2 separate regions of the Mus musculus genome follow, and region 1 is linked to region 2. The links are chromatin contacts, called in public promoter capture Hi-C maps. All regions are on one chromosome and are shown on one strand. The core of a region is the stretch at or near the end of the contact, and the rest is flanking DNA. Distances in the headings are between cores, read along the strand shown.

What was found. Promoter capture Hi-C pulls out the DNA fragments that hold promoters and counts their contacts.
Region 1: a promoter capture Hi-C map of liver shows a contact between it and region 2, with 3 times the contacts expected there. The contact joins the enhancer-like site here to the promoter of Synpo2 in region 2. A contact is called at or near these places in 3 of 39 promoter capture datasets (the 3T3-L1 cell line, liver and macrophages), 1 of 15 datasets of contacts at CTCF or cohesin (the NIH/3T3 cell line), 7 of 484 Hi-C or Micro-C datasets (cerebral cortex, liver, nephron progenitors and 4 more), 3 of 115 datasets of contacts at active chromatin or transcription factors (embryonic stem cells and extraembryonic endoderm stem cells) and 3 of 9 other capture datasets (adipose tissue, liver and macrophages).

The regions. Positions count from the first base shown.
Region 1 is chr3:123,286,043-123,291,925 of GRCm38.p6, reverse strand. Sec24d (Sec24 related gene family, member D (S. cerevisiae)) reads right to left here. Exons shown (of 23, transcript NM_027135.2): 4 at 1,362-1,510. Among named protein-coding and RNA genes, the nearest start is that of Sec24d, 21 kb to the right of the region's middle. Within about 2 kb of position 2,860, at least 12 of the 459 cell types and tissues checked have an H3K27ac peak or open chromatin away from gene starts, as enhancers often do. A contact at or near this core is called in liver, where this site is marked.
Region 2 is chr3:123,231,455-123,237,674 of GRCm38.p6, reverse strand. Synpo2 (synaptopodin 2) reads left to right here and starts at 1,526. Exons shown (of 5, transcript NM_080451.2): 1 at 1,526-1,772. The coding sequence starts at 1,668.

The DNA of each region.
Region 1 (5,883 bases), core at 1,611-4,110, 53 kb before region 2:
TTCCTCAGGGTCAGCACACAGACTGTGGTCCAGAGGAAACCAAGGCTGTATCCTGAGCTGGCAGCCAACCTTGGAATGTCAGAGTTTCCCTGGTGACAGTGGCTTTGAAGCCAGGATGGAGTCATGGAGAGCAACTGAGGTTTGGCACAATGACTGAGCAGGAGAGGACACTGATCAAGATGCAACCTCTATGGAAGTAGGAGCCCCAGGACTGAAGGGGTCATGGAGAGAAGCTGAGGTTCAGTACCATGTGGCAGGGCAGAGTCCCTGGAGCCCAGCTACAGCAGAACCCAGCATTTTGGAGATGCTAGTTATATGGGCCTCTGCACCAGTTCCTGCCTCCAGGTTTTTGCCTTGAATTCCTGGCCTGACTTCCCTCAGTGATGGATAGTTGCTTAGAAGTATAAGGTGAAATAAACCCTTCCCTTCTGATGTTACTTTTGGTCATAAGGTTTTATCACAGCAATAGAAAAATAACCGAGAGGGGGAGGGGAGGGGGAGAGGGGGAGAGGGGAAGGGGGGGGGAGAGGGGGAGAGGGGGAGAGAGGGAGACCTCATATCCATGAAAGCATTGGGTTTTAACCCTCCTAATGCTGCAACCCTTTAATCATTCCTCATACTGTGGAATTATATTGTGGTAACTCCCAAATTTAAGATTATTTGATGCTACTTTGTACCTGCAATTTTGCTTCTGTTATGAATTGTAATGTAAATATCTTATATGTAAATGGTCTAGGGCCACCCCTGTGAAGGGGCTGTTCAACCCCCAAGAGGGGGCCAACCCACAGGTTGAGAACCATTGTCTTAACGTGTACCCTGTAGCCATCCTGCTACTAAAGTAGCCATTTGTGCTCTCTCCTCTTTTCTGGTTTGTGGCATCTGAGATTTGATTCTTCAAGTGACCTAAACACAGCACTAATACTCTCTGTGAAACAATAAGCATTGTGTTTTTAATTTTGAGGTCTCACATTATAACAATACAATTTTAAAACTACCCTCACCACTCCTCAGATAATTACTCTGTTTAATGCTTACTTGTGACGTCAGCATTTTTGTTGTTTATTGCTCCAGCAATGAACATACAGTGCTCTGAGGGTTCTTCAATTATATTGAAATAGTGGCAACAGGCTCAGGTGAAACGGAACCAGCGCCAGACACAGTATCAATGGTTTATGTACATGGTAGCATTTTAACATGGCATGCCCGAGTTATGTCTGCCTTAAAAAAGAAGCAATGATGAGGTGGGAGTGTAGCTCAGTGGTCAGCGGTAGCCTAGCACATCTACGGTTCTGGGTTCACCTCCAGCAGCACAGAAAATACCAAATAGGCACCATGAAGGAACAGTGACTCCTCACACTTACCATAGCTGTTGATCTGCATGGAGCTGAACTGACTGCCCAGCTGGGTGACAGAGGAAGTGGACCCAGGGCCTGGGTAAGATGACTGTGGCAGGGTCTGGCCTGACGCATAAGAGGGTGCCACACTATTGACAGGTGGGGGTCCTGGAAATCTAAGAGACAAACGGCATTGATAGCATCACTGAGCATCTTAAGCAAACAACATACGCAATAGCGAATATGTCCTAAAACAAGTCCTCTGTGTGGTAAGCAACATGGCTGATATTGGGCATCATATATTTAATCTTGATATGAGTTCAAAATAACCCATGTGGCAGCAGCCTGCATTTCCATTCGCACGTTTCCTATGGCAAAGCAGAGAAAAGTTTCCAACGTGAACACAAAGCCTCCTTTGGAAGTCAGTTAGGAAAGATCAACCCAGGGCTACTTCACATACCCTAAACTCGATCAATAGAAGAAAACAAAAACCAACAGTGTCAATTACCAAGAACCCCTGGTTTACGGTTGCATCTTTGTGATCATTCAGACCAACAAACAAACAAAGTGTGGCTTGTCTTAGATCCTGAATCCAGCAGGGCACTCCATACACAGTGGTGTCTGCCACTGCTTTGCAACACTGCAGTACGTCTGGAGTTGGTTGTTTGTTTTTGTTCTCTAAAAACAATTCATCCCGCTTTACACTCGATGAAGTTTAAAACTATGTCTGCTGTGTGTCTTTGTCACTGTTTCGATCTAAACAATGGCTACAGAGCAGAGGTCCCACCCTGGTGATACAACACAGGAAGCTAATGAATACCTGGGGGTCATTATGACTCTTTTCTTACTAACTTTGAACTGTGAGTAAAACTTGAGGCTTCCCAGACTGCATAGCCTGATTTCAATGTTACTGTGTCTTGACTTCCATTCCTAATCCAGAGCCTAGGAGTCACTTGAGAGAGGCTGAGGAGAGAACTCCAATCTCTATCACAGGGGTGAGGTGGGGGTGGGGTGATGGGGGCGGGGGGACAGCCTCTTCCGGGTCTCAGGGCCCCCTTGCTGCAACACTATACTGTATACTCCCTATTCTTGTTATTTTCCAAACTGAATAATTATTTCAAATGAACAAACCAAAAACTTCTCAAGCCATCATTTCAAGCGCATGTTACTAATTATTCCAGAACGGTATCACACACTTCCTAAGTAAGGGAGGGGCAGACTCTGTGTCCCACGTGCCTCACAAGACAGGCATGGCTACGGCTGATAACTTGTTAAAGCAGAGTTGTTAATGCTTTAATCCCAAAAGATTTCTAAGGAAAATGCCTCTCCGAGAAAAATTTCAGAAGACCCACCATAATCAGATTAAGTAGCCTTCAATTTCAATATATTTAGGAAAAGAATGAATAAAGAGAGAGGACTACAAAGGAAATTAAAATTTTTATTACACTGGGGTGTGTATGTGTGTTCACATCACAGTGCAAGGTTAGAGTTCAAAGGACAGTTTGCAGGAGTCTTTCCTCCTACCACGTGGGTCTTTGGAATCAAGCCTAGGTTGTATACTTTGCTGGAATTTACCTTTAAGCACTGAGCCAGCCCTCTTGGCCCAAAATTAGTTTTGGAGAGTAAGTTTTCTTCGTGTCTCTCTTTGCTGGCTGTCAATCATTCAGCTTGAAATGTGACTCTTGTCTTGGGCTGACAAATGATTTCAACAACTGCCCAAAAATGTGACTTGTAAATTCACTGCTACATAAAAAGAAACGGTTTGTCTTTGCTTTGTCAAGAAATGACTCTTCATTCCCTAAAGTTCCTGAGGAATTGACCCATGGAGTAACTCTGTAGATAACCAAAGTGCGTTACCCATGACACACAATCTTAGGGAGGTAGCAGTTAACCAGGGGGAAGTGTATTTAATTGTCTGAGACCCCAAAATCATGTGCAGAAGTGTTTAACAAAATACAATAATTTTTAAAATATAAAATTCCATGGCTCACTTTTTTTTCTTTGTAGCCATTTCAGTTAGAACAAAGTACCTTTCAAACAGAAATGGTGACATAAATAGTCTCTGGTTTTTGTTTTGCTTTGTTTTGTTTTGTTTTGTTAACTTTTAACAAAGGCTAAAGATTTGGGGCTGGAGAGATTGCTGGTTAAGGACACGTGTTGGTTTTTCAGAGGACCATAGTTTAGTTCTCAGCCCCAATATCAGGTGGTTCAGAAGTGTCAGCAACTCTAGCTATAGGAGATCCCATGCCTTCTGGCTTCTGCTGACACCCGTGTGCACATAGCTGCACACATAAATAAATAAAGGTTGGTAAATTTAAAAAAGACTAACGATTTAAAATACCGAATGAGATTGTACAACCACTGGATATGACTTTAACCCATAAATACCTACTTATTGTCCATTTCTTATGCATTGGGAATTAAGTTTCAAAATTTATAAATAAATTATCTCTTTCTGACAAGCTTAAACATTCTTAGTCTTAAACACATGGCTTTTTTTTTAAACGTAATACTCATTTTAAAATTATTTAGAATAGAAATAAATACATAGCTAAGCTATTATATACAAAAGGGAAAGAAAAATCAGAACACTTAAAATATCCTATTTGTTACTCTCCCACTGCACGCAGTGTGGCTATCAGAGGTAGCGAACCCAAGCCACAGCTGGAGCCTGGGCAGCCACCAGATGCCTGCCTCCTCCCAACCCCTCTGCACTGTGAAAGCAGGCAGGAGAGAGAAACCTTTCCTACTAAGACACACTGTGGTTAATGGTGGCACACACCTTTGATCCCAGCACTTTTCGGGCAGAGACAAATGGATTTCTGAGTTCGAGGCCATCCTGGTCTACAGAGTTCCAGGTCAGCCAGGGCTACACAGAGAAACCCTGTCTCGAAAAACCAAACCAAACAAACAAACAAAAGGCAAACCAGAGTTATGTTTGGTAGACTAAGAAGTATTCAGATACAGATTTTAATTCACTGTTTCATTTAATATCAGAAAAGAACAGAGCTACCACCAAGTACCCACTTTAAAAAGTCATATAATTACCAAAAGTTTGTCTCAATCTAATCTTAAACCTTGGTAGCATTGATTAACTTCTCTGTTCCTACATTTTTTTTGTCAATTTTTGGAGATAAGGTGTAAATAAGGCTTAAACATGCCCCATCCATAATTCTAGTATTGAAATGTGACAGTATCCGGAGGCTACAGAGGAGCCCATCTCATAAATGGGATCTGGTCTCCTTTCCAAAGCAGGCCGGGCAGGCACTTGGCCCTTCCTCCGGCATTCAAGATACCATGTTGGAAGCAGCAAGCAGCCTTCATCAGACAGCAAGACTGATGTAGCTTCCACCTTGGCCTTTGCAGTCTCCAAATTGTTGAGAAATAAATGTCTGCTTTTTGTAGTGCCTAGTATCAGATTTCTGTAGCAGCCTCACAAAATGAACTAGAGTAGCAAATTATTCAAGATCTGATTGAAACAAAATCTGCATTTTAAATATTAAGCCTATAGAGAGGAGAAAAATCAAATCCTATCATTTCCATATTGAAAAACACTAAAGAGAGGCTGGAGGGATGGATGGCTCAGTGGTTAAATGAACTTGTTGCTCTTGCACAGCACCCTGAGTCCCAGCACTCTCTTGAGTGTAACAACTACCCATACACACAAAAGAAAGGGAGGAAAGGCACTAAAGAAAGAATGGGGATTTAGCTCCGTGAAAGAACACTTCCCAGCACGTGCAAGGCCAGGGAGCCAAGGCTCAGCATCAAAAACAAACCAAGCCTAGCTTTATTTTCATCCCTACCTCTATTTGCATGCAACCAATATCTTAGTCGTCTCCTAAATAGTTTGTGAAGCCGGGGCTCCTTCACCCCCTTATTCTCCATTTCTTGGTCAAAATAGATGGATCACAACTGAGTAGCTGTCATTTTTCCTTACAATGAAACTACTGACTTTTTAAGAGTATAAATTTTAACAGATTAATCTCTGCCTTAGGTAGAAAACTTTAGAGATACTTGTAAAGTTAAAGACGGTTGTCCTGCCTCAGCCATGATCAAAGGAACAAATGGCTGGGTATGACTTTCAGATTATGTCAGACATTTCTTTTGAAATAACAGGTCTTTAAGATTTTTTTTTTAAATTTTTTTAAGATTGATGATGATGATGATGATGATTTTAATTCTGTGTATGTTGAAGGGGGGATGTGCACATAAATACAAGTGTCCACAGAGGTCACAGGTGTGATCCCCTGGAGCTGGGGTTACAGGCAGTTTTAAGCCACCTGAGATGGGTGCTGGGAACTGAACTCAGGTCCTGAGGAAGAACAGTCTGTGCTCCTAACCACTGAGCCATCTCTCCAGCCCTATTCATTTTTATTTTTATGTGTATGAATGTTTCCCCTGTATCATGTATATTCCTGGTGCCTATGAAGATCAGAAGACAATGTTAGATGCCCCAGACCTGGAGTTACATATGGTTGTGAGTTTATTTGTCCTGGGAACCAAACCTAGGTCCCCTATAAGGGCAACAAGTGCTTTTCAATAACTGAGG
Region 2 (6,220 bases), core at 277-2,776:
CCAGAAGTGGACATGGCCCTTTAAGGCCCACCCTTGGTGACCCACCTGTGCTAGGTTAGACACAGTCACAATGATTCCACAGTCTCCAAAAGTGGTGCCACCAGACCAAGTGTTCAAACACAAGACATTTGAGCTGTAACCCCTCTAGCACTGTGAAATGTGTTTGCTGCAAAAGTCCAGCAGTCTGTGATCTTTGCCTGGTGTTAGCAGCCCCAGCAGTGAGGCATGCCCAAGTGCTCCAAGACTGAGAAAGGCAGCAACTCTGAGCTCTGCGCACCAACAGTTGTCGCTGGTGTGCATGTCCCCTGTTCTGTGATCCTCCTGAGGGAATGTAGACAGCCAGGAGCAGCAGTGCCTCCACATACCACCTTCAGCCTCAGAACAGAGAGGTTTTTTTTAGTAAACAGAGTGGAAAATGCCTCAGAGGGAGGGCTGAGGACATCCTCTCTCACTGCTGGTTCTGCTGCCCCGCCCCTCCCACTGGAACGCCAGAGCTCTGTCAGCACCTGCTCAGATGGCATTTCGATAATGTGCCTTGGGAAGGCATAAATATTCCAGGCCCACCAGGCCTTAGTGGGTCAGTAGGTAACGAGGAATCCTCTGACAGAAATCTTGTAGCACATGTCACGGTGACTGCACAAATGTTTAGGCATCACGTTGATTATCTTTGTATGGGGGGAAGAGGGGCTGGAGCTTGGGCAGCTGAAGGCGGTTAGGAGAGGGAGAGCCAGTTTTCCTCAGGGGCTGTGACACTGAGGCTACCACTAGATTATCCTTCACCCACATAGATTGGTGACACCAAGAGGACTCCGTCGTCTAACAAATGAGCACATGAAACTGGAAGGGAGTTGTAGCAGTGGGAAGAGGGGAAGGATGGGGTGGAAAGGGGCCAGGACATGGATTGGATCTAAACACATGGTATGCATGCATTCTCAGACAATACCAGCAAAATCGAAAACATCTTAAACCTTGCGATAGAAAGTTATTAGGAGATAGTTTACTGTGGAAGGCCCTCCTTCTCCTCCTCTAAACATATGTTAGTTCAGAAAAGCACAATTTCAGAAAACATTTTCAAAAATGCTCTTGTTTTATTCCCCCCACCCCTTAAAGGGTTGCTTTCTTCGGGCAGCAGGTAGAACAGCAACGAAACTTGTTTTATCTTTTCTTTCTCATTCATCAATGTGGCAAACATAGAAGTGTTTCTTTGAGAAAGTCTAACTCTCTAGTAATGAGAGAGCTTACGTTTTAGCTGCTTACTTGTGGAGGTTAAAACTCCCACAGCCCGGCTACTATTTATAGAATAATTAAATCTCGGTTCTATTCAGGTGCTGGCACGGAATCTGCTAAAGCAAGAGCAATGTTGTCCTCCCCGCTCTCCATTGGCCCCATTCTGTCCCAAACAGGGATTTTTCTTTTAGTGCGAGGCTCTGTCCTTTTAGCTGAAAAGTGGGCCGAGCAAAGAGCGTGACGCAAGAGAGGGCGGTACAGGTGCTGGGAGGGCGGTGGGGAGGCTCGGCCTCCGCGCACTTTCCCCGCAGCCGGCAGCGGGGCAGCCTTGCGTCCTGCACCCTCTGCACCACCAGCCCAGCTTAAGACGCGTCCTCTCCTGCACCGCGGCTTCCCCTGGCTTTCTCAAGCTCTTGATGCTGCCCAACTGAAAGGAGAAGATGGGCACCGGAGATTTCATCTGCATTTCCATGACTGGAGGGGCGCCCTGGGGGTTCAGACTGCAAGGAGGCAAGGAGGAGCAGCAGCCTTTGCAAGTTGCAAAGGTAGGAGGACCGAGAGAGGCTGTTGGATGCGGGGAAGGTGGGGAGGGGGATGAAAACAACCTGTTGATGGTCTTTCAGGTCATTTGCTTGTCTTCTGCGCTGTTGGTAAACTTATCGAGAATGTGGCTTTAAAAAAAAATTTTTGTGGGAAAATGTATACCATATGTCATATAATTAGCTATCAATCAACGGAGGGAATGCTAATCCTATCATGTGAAATACAGGCTGGTTAATTATCATCTGACAGCCAGCAACCTTAAGCTGCTTCCATAGCATTCTCTCCTTCATGTGTTGCTGGACTCTCCACAGAGGAGACAGGCCTCAGCTCCCCGTAACCACTGGGCATGGACATTTGGTGGGCTCTAACAAATAATTGGTAGTGACATTTATTGTGCAACAGGCGTAAAAGGACCAGTTTGGGGCAATAATCTTTAAGGTATAAAGAACTGTCATGAGATCTGTTTAAGAGACTAGCCTTTTAAGGATTTAAAGAACTGTATATTCCATTGACTATACTCATGTGGCTAAGAGCTCAAGATAGTCATAGATACTTTATTATTTTTTAAAAAATTTATTTTATTAAAATATAATTACATTATTTCCCTCCACTCTTTTTCCTTCCTCCAACTCTGCCTATGTACCCTCCTTCCCCAATTTCTGGATTCTTCTTTAATGTTTAAATATGTAAGTATGTATTTATGTATGTATGTATGGGTACATATATATGTATATATATATGCATAAACTATATAAGTACAGCCTGCTGAGTCTCGTCAGTGTATTCACAGATTCTTTACAATGCATTAATTACAGCTTTCTGGTGCACCTAATAGCTATTTAATACGTTGTTTATCTTTGTCACATTAGATTGATTTTCAGTTTAGCATAATACCCATAATCTCATTTAGATTCGAACTGGCATTCAGCTAAAATGAAGTTAGAAAGCAAGAAAGTAAAAAACTTTTCATCAAATGTTAACATGGAACTGTAGAATTCTGTGCCAGTATTGGAAGGCATCAAAGGTTACTTTCTTGTTGCATAGCTATAGCTAAAATGAATCTAGGCCTCTATGAAGCCCATGGGTCACCGCCTTTGTAGCTATATTCTTTTTTCCCTTTCATAAATGTTCCCTGTGAAGACCGACGTTTCTTTGAAAATTTCTGCTCTCGAGCATCTATTGGAACATTCTTTCTTTGGTAGTTGAATCCTGCCACCTAGTGAGAGGTGCAGAAATGGAAGTTGTGAGCACAGAACTGGAAGATGAAAGCCACTTAGATCTAGAAAGTTCCTCAGACGTCCCAGGTCTTTTAGTTCTTTTGGGACATGGTGTCCTCACCTCGAGCTCCTGTTTGGGAGGGCAGAGAGATGAAAGGATTGGAAGGGAGCTCTGCTGGAATCCTTTAGGAGCCAGGAACCAACAGCAGATAAAACGTGAATGCCAGATTCAGCACATTGCACGGCCTAGGAGACGAAGGCAGATTTGCTCAGTCGTAGCTGGTTGGTTGGCTCCCTGTCAGCCGAGATTTGGGTTCTACTTGCAGTTCGGCCTGAGGCTCGTCAATCACCAGCCCTGACTCAGTTGCCATGGAAGAGGAGATGTTGCCTGGGATAGGGAAAGAGAAACTCCAGGAAGAAACCGTTGCTCACTCACTCACTAGTCCTAACAGCATGTGCTTCAGGGTCCCCCGCCCGCTGACTGCAGTGTGGGGACAGGGGTGGCTGAGAGCTGTGGTTCTGCACAGGATTTGCCATGGCCAAGCCGGGAAGGCACAGTGGATGGTGGGTTTCTTCTGAGTTCTCTGATGCACTGGCTAGTTTAACTCTGTGAAGCCAGTTGCTGAGGGAAGGGTCCTGTGGGCCATCTTCCATCAATCTCTCAATCACCAGGCTGTGTGAGGGTCAAGAAAGAACACTGAGCGGACATTCCTCAGAAATCATCTTTCCTAAAATATCCAGGCAGTATGTTGATGGCTTTAGAGGATTGTTACGAAAGCAACTAGGTCTTCACTCTAATGATCTAATTTGTCAGAGGCTGGGGATGTAGGTCAATGGCAGAACCTGTAGGAGGTTCTGAGTTCATTCCCCAACACTCCTCCACACCACATTGTATAATTTCCTAGTTTATTTAGGGTCAATTTTAAAATGCTATCGTGAAACCTTTGAATGTTTGCTTAATTTGTGGTTTTGTGGGTACTCCACACCCTACCATCTGCTTTTTCCTCGTATGTTAATGGGTTGTAAAATGAGTTAAATGAGGTATAAACCTCAGATAACCATGACTGTGTCTTTCCCCAGACCGTGTTCATCATTGGTTCAAACTTATTATATTTGATTTTTTTTATATTTATCATACTTGTTTTAGAAAGCTAGAAAGCTTAAGTCACTAACTCAACTCAGTGGGCAAACCTTCAGGAAAGGCTCTTCACAAGGTGAAGTGAATGTCCGTTGCCTGTAGCCTGTCTTTCTCATGATGGCTGAGTGACCTCCAAGTAGGAGAGAGTAAGTAAAGGAGCTGAAAGCTAAGTGGAAGAAGATAGCTCGCAAGCTAAATAAAGAATATGCACACAAAACCCATGGGAAGAAGAGGCAGGGGTATCAAGGCAGTCATCCACATCTGCATAGTGAGTTCTAGGCCAGCTTAGGCTACATGACATCCTCTCTGAACAAAATCCATACAAGTAATTAATTTTAGAGTTAAAAAGTAGGAGCGTTTGTATAAGATGGAAAATTTAATTACAGCGAGTACTTGTATCATGCCCTTTAGCTTGTAATAAAATATTTAAACATCTAGGTTATTTTATAATCCTATGTAGAAATCCTAACTGGCTGAAATAGTAGTATAAAATTCAGCATCATTAAGATTAGGAATTTAATTACTTTTTAATTCCCAGGAAATATCTTTCTAGTAAAAAAATTAGTTACTTATGAGAGATGCACAAGTATTTTTTAACATTTGCCTGGTATACTGAACAGTATACGAACCCTAAAAAAGAGAAGAATTTTAGTGAACGTTTTCATTGACATTTAAACTGAAAAACTTAAAGTCCAAGTAACTGGTATTTTTCTCTACATCTGTAATGCAAAGCAAGCCTTTGTAACACACACTCAAAGGATACTCTTCAGGAAAGCAGATTCTTAACTCATCCCTGGAGCACGTTTATCTAGACAGAAGACCCCGTTGTATGTGTGTTTGCAAATTTCCTCATGAAAAACGATGTCGGTGTCTTCACATTATCAAACTCTCTTTGGGGACATGTGCTTACATGGCCAGGTCCCTGGCAGTCTCTTGGCAAACCCCTTGGAGAAATCTCTCTATAAAGACTTGGAGAAAGTTTTCTTTTACAAGCTAACCTTACAATTAAAAACTGACTTACATTTTAAAGGTAATGAGCAAATAGATGGGTCAGACTAAATATAAATTAAGGTGATCCACCACAGAAGTTTGTTTTAAAAAAAATAATCTTGGGCTGGTGAGATGGCTCAGCGGGTAAGAGCACTGACTGCTCTTCCAAAGGCCCTGAGTTCAAATCCCAGCAACCACATGGTGGCTCACAACCATCTGCAATGATATCCGATGCTCCGATGCCCTCTTCTGGTGTGTCTGAAGACAGCTACAGTGTACCTACATATAACAATAAATAAATCTTTAAAAAAAAAATAATAATCTTATGGCCTGTTTCTTGTCCTGAGTTAGTGACTTTGAGGTTGACCCTGGCATCCAGATTGCTTAACATTCCAAGGGGAATTTTGATATGTAAGTGAAACACAAACCCTGCTGAAGAGAGCTGAGATCACCCATGCCCGCTAAGACCTGACGAGAGCCTGGTGTGTCCTGTGAGCTCTTCCACATTCATCCTGTCTCAGAGTAATAAGGGGAGGACCAGGGAAAGGCTAAGAGCTGTGTTTGAGTCCCTGGCCTTGTGAGCAGGTCATGATTACAAATAGAGGATTTCTCCTTCCAATGTCAAGATAAGTGATCCACTGGAACAAGAAGCCCCACAGTGACCAAGCTAAATGCTGGGACTCCCTGAAAGATGGGACAGTGCACATTTGTTCCCATTTGATTTTGTCAGTTGGTGTGATAGAATGAGAATGGCTCCCATCGGCTCATGTGTTTAAGTACCTATTCACCAGGGAACAGGACTGTTGAGAAGGATTAGAAGGATTAGGGGGGCGTGGCCTTATTGGAGGAAGTGTCATTGGAGGTGGACTTTGAGATTTCAAAAGCCCATGCCAAGCCTAGTCTCTTACTCTGCCTCCTGCCAGGATATAAAGCTCTCATTCACTTCTCCAACACCATGCCTTGCTGCCTGCTGCTTTGCTCCCCACCATGACTGTAACTGACTAAACCTCTGAATTGATAAACAATCTCCCAATTAAATGCTTTCCTTTATAAAAGTTGTTTTGGTCATGGTGTCTCTACATAGCAATAGATTACTGACTAAGAC